2 separate regions of the Sus scrofa genome follow, and region 1 is linked to region 2. Evidence: chromatin contacts called from public Hi-C data. All regions are on one chromosome and are shown on one strand. The core of a region is the stretch at or near the end of the contact, and the rest is flanking DNA. Distances in the headings are between cores, read along the strand shown. Region 1 overlaps PACRG (parkin coregulated gene protein). Region 2 has its middle 56 kb from the start of QKI.

Region 1 (3,421 bases), core at 491-2,990, 130 kb before region 2:
GTTGGGGGACCTGTTCTCAACCAAATTGTTCATTGTTGGCAATGTCTCCACTGTGAAATGGACCTGTGGTGACCATAACAGTCATAGCCCATTCCTTCATATTTAAAAAAAAAAATGCTATTAAAAGCATTCCCATTGTGGCTCAGTGGGTTAAGGATCTGGTGTTGCCGTAAGCTGTGGTGTAGATCGCAGACACACCTTGAATCCTGTGTTGCTGTGGCTGTGGCATAGGCTGGCAGCTGCAGCTCCAATTCGAGCCCTTGTCTGGGAACTTCCATATACTGCAGGTGGAGCCCTAAAAAGAAAAAAAAAATACTATTAAAGATAGCAGTAGTCATGTGTGTAAACAATTATAGTAAGAATATAAAGAAAAGCCAGCATACTGTATTAATTTGCTGCTCTTAATGGACTTTATTTGGGACCCATATTTATTTCATCTCAAGAACTTATAGAAGAACTAGTGAAGAAGTCTGTATATTTTTATACCAAAATCCTGTCCATCGCATGATGTACAATATCATTCTAGAATGTAATATAATGCCAAGTACTCAATGGTCTACAATATCTATTAAACATGAGGATGAAAAAAATCCATTGGAGAGTCCTCATTAAAAATATCTCCACCAATACCTTAGAAATCTATACATAGAACTTCCATATGACCCCACAATCCCACTCTTGGGCATCTATCCGGACAAAACTCTACCTAAAAGAGACACGTGCACCCGCATGTTCATTGCAGCACTATTCACAATAGCCAGGACATGGAAACAACCCAAATGTCCATCGACAGAGGATTGGATTCGGAAGATGTGGTATATATACACAATGGAATACTACTCAGCCATAAAAAAGAATGACATAATGCCATTTGCAGCAACATGGATGGAACTAGAGAATCTCATACTGAGTGAATGAGCCAGAAAGACAAAGACAAATACCATATGATATCACTTATAACTGGAATCTAATATCCAACACAAATGAACATCTCCTCAGAAAAGAAAATCATGGACTTGGAGAAGAGACTTGTGGCTGCCTGATGGGAGGGGGAGGGAGTGGGTGGGATCGGGAGCTTGGGCTTATCAGACACAACTTAGAATAGATTTACAAGGAGATCCTGCTGAATGGCATTGAGAACTTTGTCTAGATACTCATGTTGCAACAGAAGAAAAGGGGGGGGGAATGTAACTGTAATGTATACATGTAAGGATAACCTGACCCCCTTGCTGTACAGTGGGAAAATAAAAAAAATTATTAAAAAAAAAATCTCCACCAAGAATAAAGCAGAGAGCAGGGGGCCCTAGACAGGGCCTTGGAAGGTCCGACCCCCAGTCAGGTGCATCCATTTCTGAAGGCAGTAAACTCTAAGCGTTAGTTCCCTGTCTGCAACACATACTGCAGAAGTATGCTGCGGGGGTTCAATCCGTTAAAGCACATTTAAGTAGCCGTTAAGTGACTGGATTCAAACTAGGAGCAGACTCCCGATGAAATGATGAAATATGTATCTGTTCCCTTTACTTAATGCTGAGGATAAAATAATATCCGTTCCTCATGCACTCAGTTTGTTGACCTGAGGGCCGCAACCCTGAATTTTTAAAAAGGAATTTCCTCCTTAGAATAATGCCAAGTATAAAAAATGTTAAATAAGAAACAGCAAGCTGTCTAAGTCGGTGAACCATGTTTAGAGAGAGAAGAAGGCATTTCATTTCAGGAGCCCAGATGCTGAGCCCTAACCCAGTCACCACTTCTGACCCTGGGCAGTTCAAGGCCCTATTTAATCAGATTGCAAACAGCCTTCAAGTGGCTTACAGTGCAAGAGCGTTTTCCTTCAAGTAATAGTGACTTAAGCAAAGTCTTTCTTCCTTCACTGGAGTCTTATTTGATGATACCAAATTTTTTCTCTTAGGCTTCCATGATAGATTCTAATTATAGACCTCTCTCTCTTAAAAAAAAAAAAAAAAAAAAAAAAATCCCTCTGGCTGCTAACAGTGTCATTATGACAGCAACACTTAAAGCTGACCTTTTTTTGACAGAGTTAAAAATGCTTCTGCAGGCAATGTGGTGATCCTTTAATGTTTATGTGCAAATAATGCAACGACCTCACCTCTTGCAGGAAGTTCATAATTCTGTGTCCTCTTCCATCATTGTTTTAATGAAAACATTAGTGCTTGATTTCAGTCATATTTTCCGTGTAGAAGAGTCCATTTTAAGATTAAATGAACAGACATCTGAGGCCAACCCAGATAATTGTTTTAAAACTTACCATGATGGTCAAAATGTTTTTCCTTATCCTCTCCATCAGTAGCACAGAAACATAAGGCTCATACATGCAAGTAACTTTTTTTCAATGAGAATTTAGACCTTTACCATATCTGATTGATTATTTTCATAACTTAAATCTAGGCTTCTTGTGTATGCAACTTAGAAAAATAAGACTTTGGACAAGAACAAGTTCGCCATCATTTTCAGTATTTAAATCAGTTGCACATAATAGAATAACTCACAAAAACATTTTGCTTAATATGGCCATCTATTGGAATAAAATTGGCTTCCTAGTTCCTTCCCCCCAAAAATAGTTACTATGTATGAACAGTTGACACAGTTGAGCCTCTTGGCTTTGCAGTCTTCTTAGGCTTGGTTGGGAACTAGGGAAATAAGCAAACAGGAGATGCAGGATGAGAGTTCTTCCTCTTCCAGAGATTCAGTGCAAGCTGCTAGCTATGGCCCAGCAGAGTCAGCATCCACCTGCACTTGAGGTGGGGGGGCATGGTCCAGAGGGGGTTGTCAGAGCCTAAGAAGAGTGAAAAGGACTTCCCACACAGAGGGAAGCAATGCCAGTGACCCTGCAAAGGGGGTTGGGACAGAATGACAAGAAAGGCATCCATGCCAAGGTGGTAGTCCAGTGCAGGGCAGTAGTGGAGGTGGAGACTGGTTACATGCAGTAGTCAAATAAGTAAACATAAAAAGGGGAATGGGAGCAGAGGGAGCTACAAACACGGAAAGAGAGCCACTTGGAACATACTGTATGGCATTGGATTAGATTTAGAGTTAATGATGTGAACTCAGATTTTTCCATACAGGTAAAGACAGGTATAGATATGAACGTGGGCATAGCTATATGTGTGTACTTTTAGCACTTCCTACTAAGCGCCTGGGAGCAGCAGCACCCCAAAGCAGTGAGCACAGCTAGTACCTAGATTTTGGTTTTTAAATACCTTTCTCCCCAGAAAGGAAACAATACTCCTTGTAGTAATGGCTGATTCGAAGACTAAGGCAGGAAAAGTACAAGGTGAGAAATACAGAGAGCTAAGAAAGAATGAGAAGGGGGAGAAAGGAAGAAAGAAAAAAGAGCTTAAAGAAAAATGGGACATGTGCAAGGGACCCAGACACTGCCCTGAAACGGCCCCCACTTGCCAAC
Region 2 (3,553 bases), core at 903-3,402:
AAGGTGGGATTGTTCACAAATACGCTATTTGGAAAGTATTTATAGTTGGAGAAGGTAGTATCTGGGAGATTTTAGAGTCTGCCATCTCTTCTAAAATTAAATGTATCTCCTCTTTTTAGAAATACGCTGCATCAAAATTTAAATTTAAATTCAAACAATGGATAAAGCAGCTATTCATTTAACAGATAGGTTTCGGTTCCTCCTTCAGAAGTTTCCTTTCTAAAAAGATCCATCACAGATCCTTTACGTGTTTGGGCACATCTTTAAAGCTCTTTTATTCATGACAACTCGTTGTGACACAAGTAGCACAGACTAAGTGACACCCGTAGATCAGGCGCTCAGGTGGAAATGGAAATACACTGGTCTGCCAAACACAGAAATTCTTCACTTTCTTTCTTAATCACCTACCACGTATCAGAGAAACATCAGATTCCTGAAAGCACATCTGTCCCCTGTCACTAAACTCCCCGTGCAGCCCTGGGGTCCTGCCACCACGGGACCCCAGGCCCCGTCCACCTCCAGGGCACACCCTCCCTCTCTGGGGCCCCCCTCCAGGGCAGCGCTCCCGGCAAACCAGCGAGGCTGGTGGGGAAACGGCAGGTCCGAGTTCAGGCCCTGACCCAAGCCCTGCAGGGTGAAAACGAGAGAATACCTGGAACGCGCGCGCGGGCCTCTGCTCACCGTCCGCCTTCCCTGCCCAGGCTCCTCCTCTGATTTTTCAGATCCTCCTGCGCTGGCTTTTCTCTTCTGCCCTCCCCTCCACACCCCACTTTCAGTCGGCACAGTGCCCACCCCGAGGCCGTGCCCGGGGTCCCGTAAAGAATTCAGATGGGACCTCCGCTGGGGCGGAGGAAAGCTTGGGGCAGTTAGGGTTTCCAAGCCCATGGCCGTCTGTGCTCCTGACCCCGAAGGGCCTCTGCTTCCCAGGGAAGGGAGCCCAGGATTTACTGGGGGGGAAGGCTTGGAAAAGGACAGGGAAGGAAGCAGGACTGGACCCGGAGAGCTCCGACCGCGATGCAGGCCTGGCCGAATCTCCAGAGCAGACATTACCTGGGAGAGGGTCCAGGGCTGGGTTGAAATGCCCCGGCTTCGTGCCTCAGGCAACCCTGAGTTCGGGCTCCTTGGTGTCCCTGTGTCGGGATTTCACTCTGCAGTCATCACCCAGCCCGTGCCACTTCTGCTTCACAAGCACAGAGACACTCGAGCCACCCTGGGTACTAAGCTCAAGGTACTCAGAGGTTCCTTGTGTACCTTTTCTGGGACTTTTCTCCAAGTGCCGGCGTGGCCAGCAGCATACCAGCCACCTCCACGTATTTCAGGAAGGTGGCGGGACGCAAGGCTATAGGCACAAGGGCGAGTCAGGTAGTGCAAGGGGCGTCACCAGGCAAGGGCCACCTTCGCCTGGGGGTTCCGCCCTCTGGGTTGGGTGGCGGTAAGCGGACAGTGCATCTCTTCATGGTTGGGTTAGTTTCTGGGGTTTCTGCAAGTTGGGGAGTGCTGGGAGGCGACTCCAGGTGCTAGTTCATTGGAATGTGCCTGCATCCACTCCGCGGAGCTCCCTGAGGGCACCAGGCCCACCCCCGCCCCGCGCGAGTGTGATTTTAATGCCAAGAAATGCATTTGCTGACACCGTCCTCCTGTCCCCCGCTCCCCTGCCCCCTCCCCTCCGATGGGCCTTGCAAACAGAACCCCTGGACCAGGAGAGGAAGGCACTTAGGCTGGAACCGCTTCACTGTCAAGTGCTTATCAGGCCTATTTATAGCTCCAGTTAGGGATTGCAATTCGGGAGTATTCCATTAAAAGGCCACATTAACGAGTCCACAGAGAGAAGCTCTCACAAAGCTTTCGAGCTCGTAACCACTTGGCCATGTTATGAGCACCCTGTGTGTTAATATTCGTAAAATAAAAATATTCCACATGTCGGCGCTCCCGTGTTCCAGGCTTCTGTCCACCAGAAGCTTCTCCCCGGGGGCTGACCCCACGGGCACAGGCCTTCGTCACTGTCACTTGGGGCCCTTTCCTCTTTGTGCTCACTGGGCAGCACTGCAAGAACCCCCACTGGGAGCTGGCTGATAACAACCTAGGCGGCCTGCTAGGGTGGGGGCGGGGAGGGGGGTCCCAACAGCTCTGGTTACCGTCCAAAGTTCAAAGCCGGGAGCTCTGGACGGGCCTGGCAGCTGGTGGGATGAGAGGGAGGAGGTTGGGGACGGGAGGAGGGAAGGTGTGTGGCCGGGAGAAGGGACACGCCTGTGTTGGACCTCAAATCGGAAAAATCACATTTGGATAAAATTCCCTGCTGGATCATCTTCACGGGAAGGCAGGCATGGCAGGGCATCTCTCAAGTTGAAAGGCACCATCCTGGGCACTTGATTCCTCCATGTCCCCAGGAAGAGACACTTAGGACAGAAAACTGCTCTCAGGTTTTGCTCTGTCTTTCTGCCTTCCACCTCGAGCTTGCAATCCGCCAGCTTCATGACATCAGCTCTTATTTTTAGGGATGTTTTGATGTGACAAGTTTAACATGAGGCTGAGACCCAGGCATTCGGACAGTGTGGCCAAGAGGCCCTCGAGCTGATTCACAGTTGCTTGTCCCTTCGTCACCTGGCGGGGGGGGGTGGGGGGGAGGATGGGAGGCCGGGGCTGGAGTCCCCGGCTCCTGGAGGATGCGGAGGAGGGGTGGGGGTGAGACCTGAGGCTGACCCAGCCCCCCAGGCCCGGCCGGCAGGGGCCAGTCCTCTCTGGTCCTCCTCAGGACCTGACCTTGCTCACTGCCCAGGCCCCTGTACCCTGCGTTATCGTGGAGGTGGCTGTTAAGCTGCTGGCCACACTGGCACTTGAAGTCCCAGAAAAAGTACACAAGGGACATTTGAGGTACCTTGAGCTTAGTACCCGAGGTGGTTTGAGGGTCTCTGTACTTGTGAGGCAGAAGCCACACTGGCTGGGTGATGACTGCAGTGAAACCACACTGTGCCCAATACATGGACACCAAGGAGCAGAGTGACCTTGGCCGCAGGCGGCCCCCAATGATGGTCAAGGGCAGGGATGAGACGAGATGGTTCCTTTTGAGAAAGAACCTCAACAGGGCAGCAGAAATAAGACACTTTCCTGATGAAAGTTTTGCAAAGAACGGGACCACAAATGAAATCACTGACATAGAAGAATACCTCCAATTCTTTTTCTTTTTCCCCAGTTGGCTCTTTAATGCAGGAATTGTCTAGTGCGGTTGAAGCCGAGTCCAGTTGCAGCCCAACCCATCACCATGCAGCGCTCCCCACAGGGCCTCCCCGCCCCAGTGGCCAAGGGAAGCAGCCTGCAGTTTGGTGGCACACAGGCCCCTTGTGTGCCTGCCTCTGGGCCCTGGCGCTGGTGTTTGCTGAGGAACGCTTTCCCCGGCTCCAAGCAGCCAAGTCCTGCGTCTTCGAGGCCTGGCTCCTCAGCTGGCCTCCCCAACTCCTCAGCCAGGAACAATCCTTCAGTCCCTGGAACAGCGAGTCTGGCTGCCCACCGCACCTTTCTGCCGGCCCTTCACCAGGCCCAGTGTCAGGATGACGTG

The links. A called contact is a pair of places that touch in the nucleus more often than the background predicts.
Region 1: a contact with region 2 is called in a Hi-C map of fetal heart ventricle, with 5 times the contacts expected there. The contact joins two enhancer-like sites. A contact is called at or near these places in 2 of 47 Hi-C or Micro-C datasets (fetal heart ventricle and heart right ventricle) and 2 of 2 datasets of contacts at active chromatin or transcription factors (alveolar macrophages and skeletal muscle).

The regions. Positions count from the first base shown.
Region 1 is chr1:5,063,225-5,066,645 of Sscrofa11.1, reverse strand. All of the region lies in intron 4 of PACRG (parkin coregulated gene protein), which reads left to right. Among named protein-coding and RNA genes, the nearest start is that of QKI, 180 kb to the right of the region's middle. Within about 2 kb of position 1,740, at least 2 of the 83 cell types and tissues checked have an H3K27ac peak or open chromatin away from gene starts, as enhancers often do.
Region 2 is chr1:4,937,825-4,941,377 of Sscrofa11.1, reverse strand. No RefSeq gene overlaps it. Among named protein-coding and RNA genes, the nearest start is that of QKI, 56 kb to the right of the region's middle. Within about 2 kb of position 2,152, at least 6 of the 83 cell types and tissues checked have an H3K27ac peak or open chromatin away from gene starts, as enhancers often do.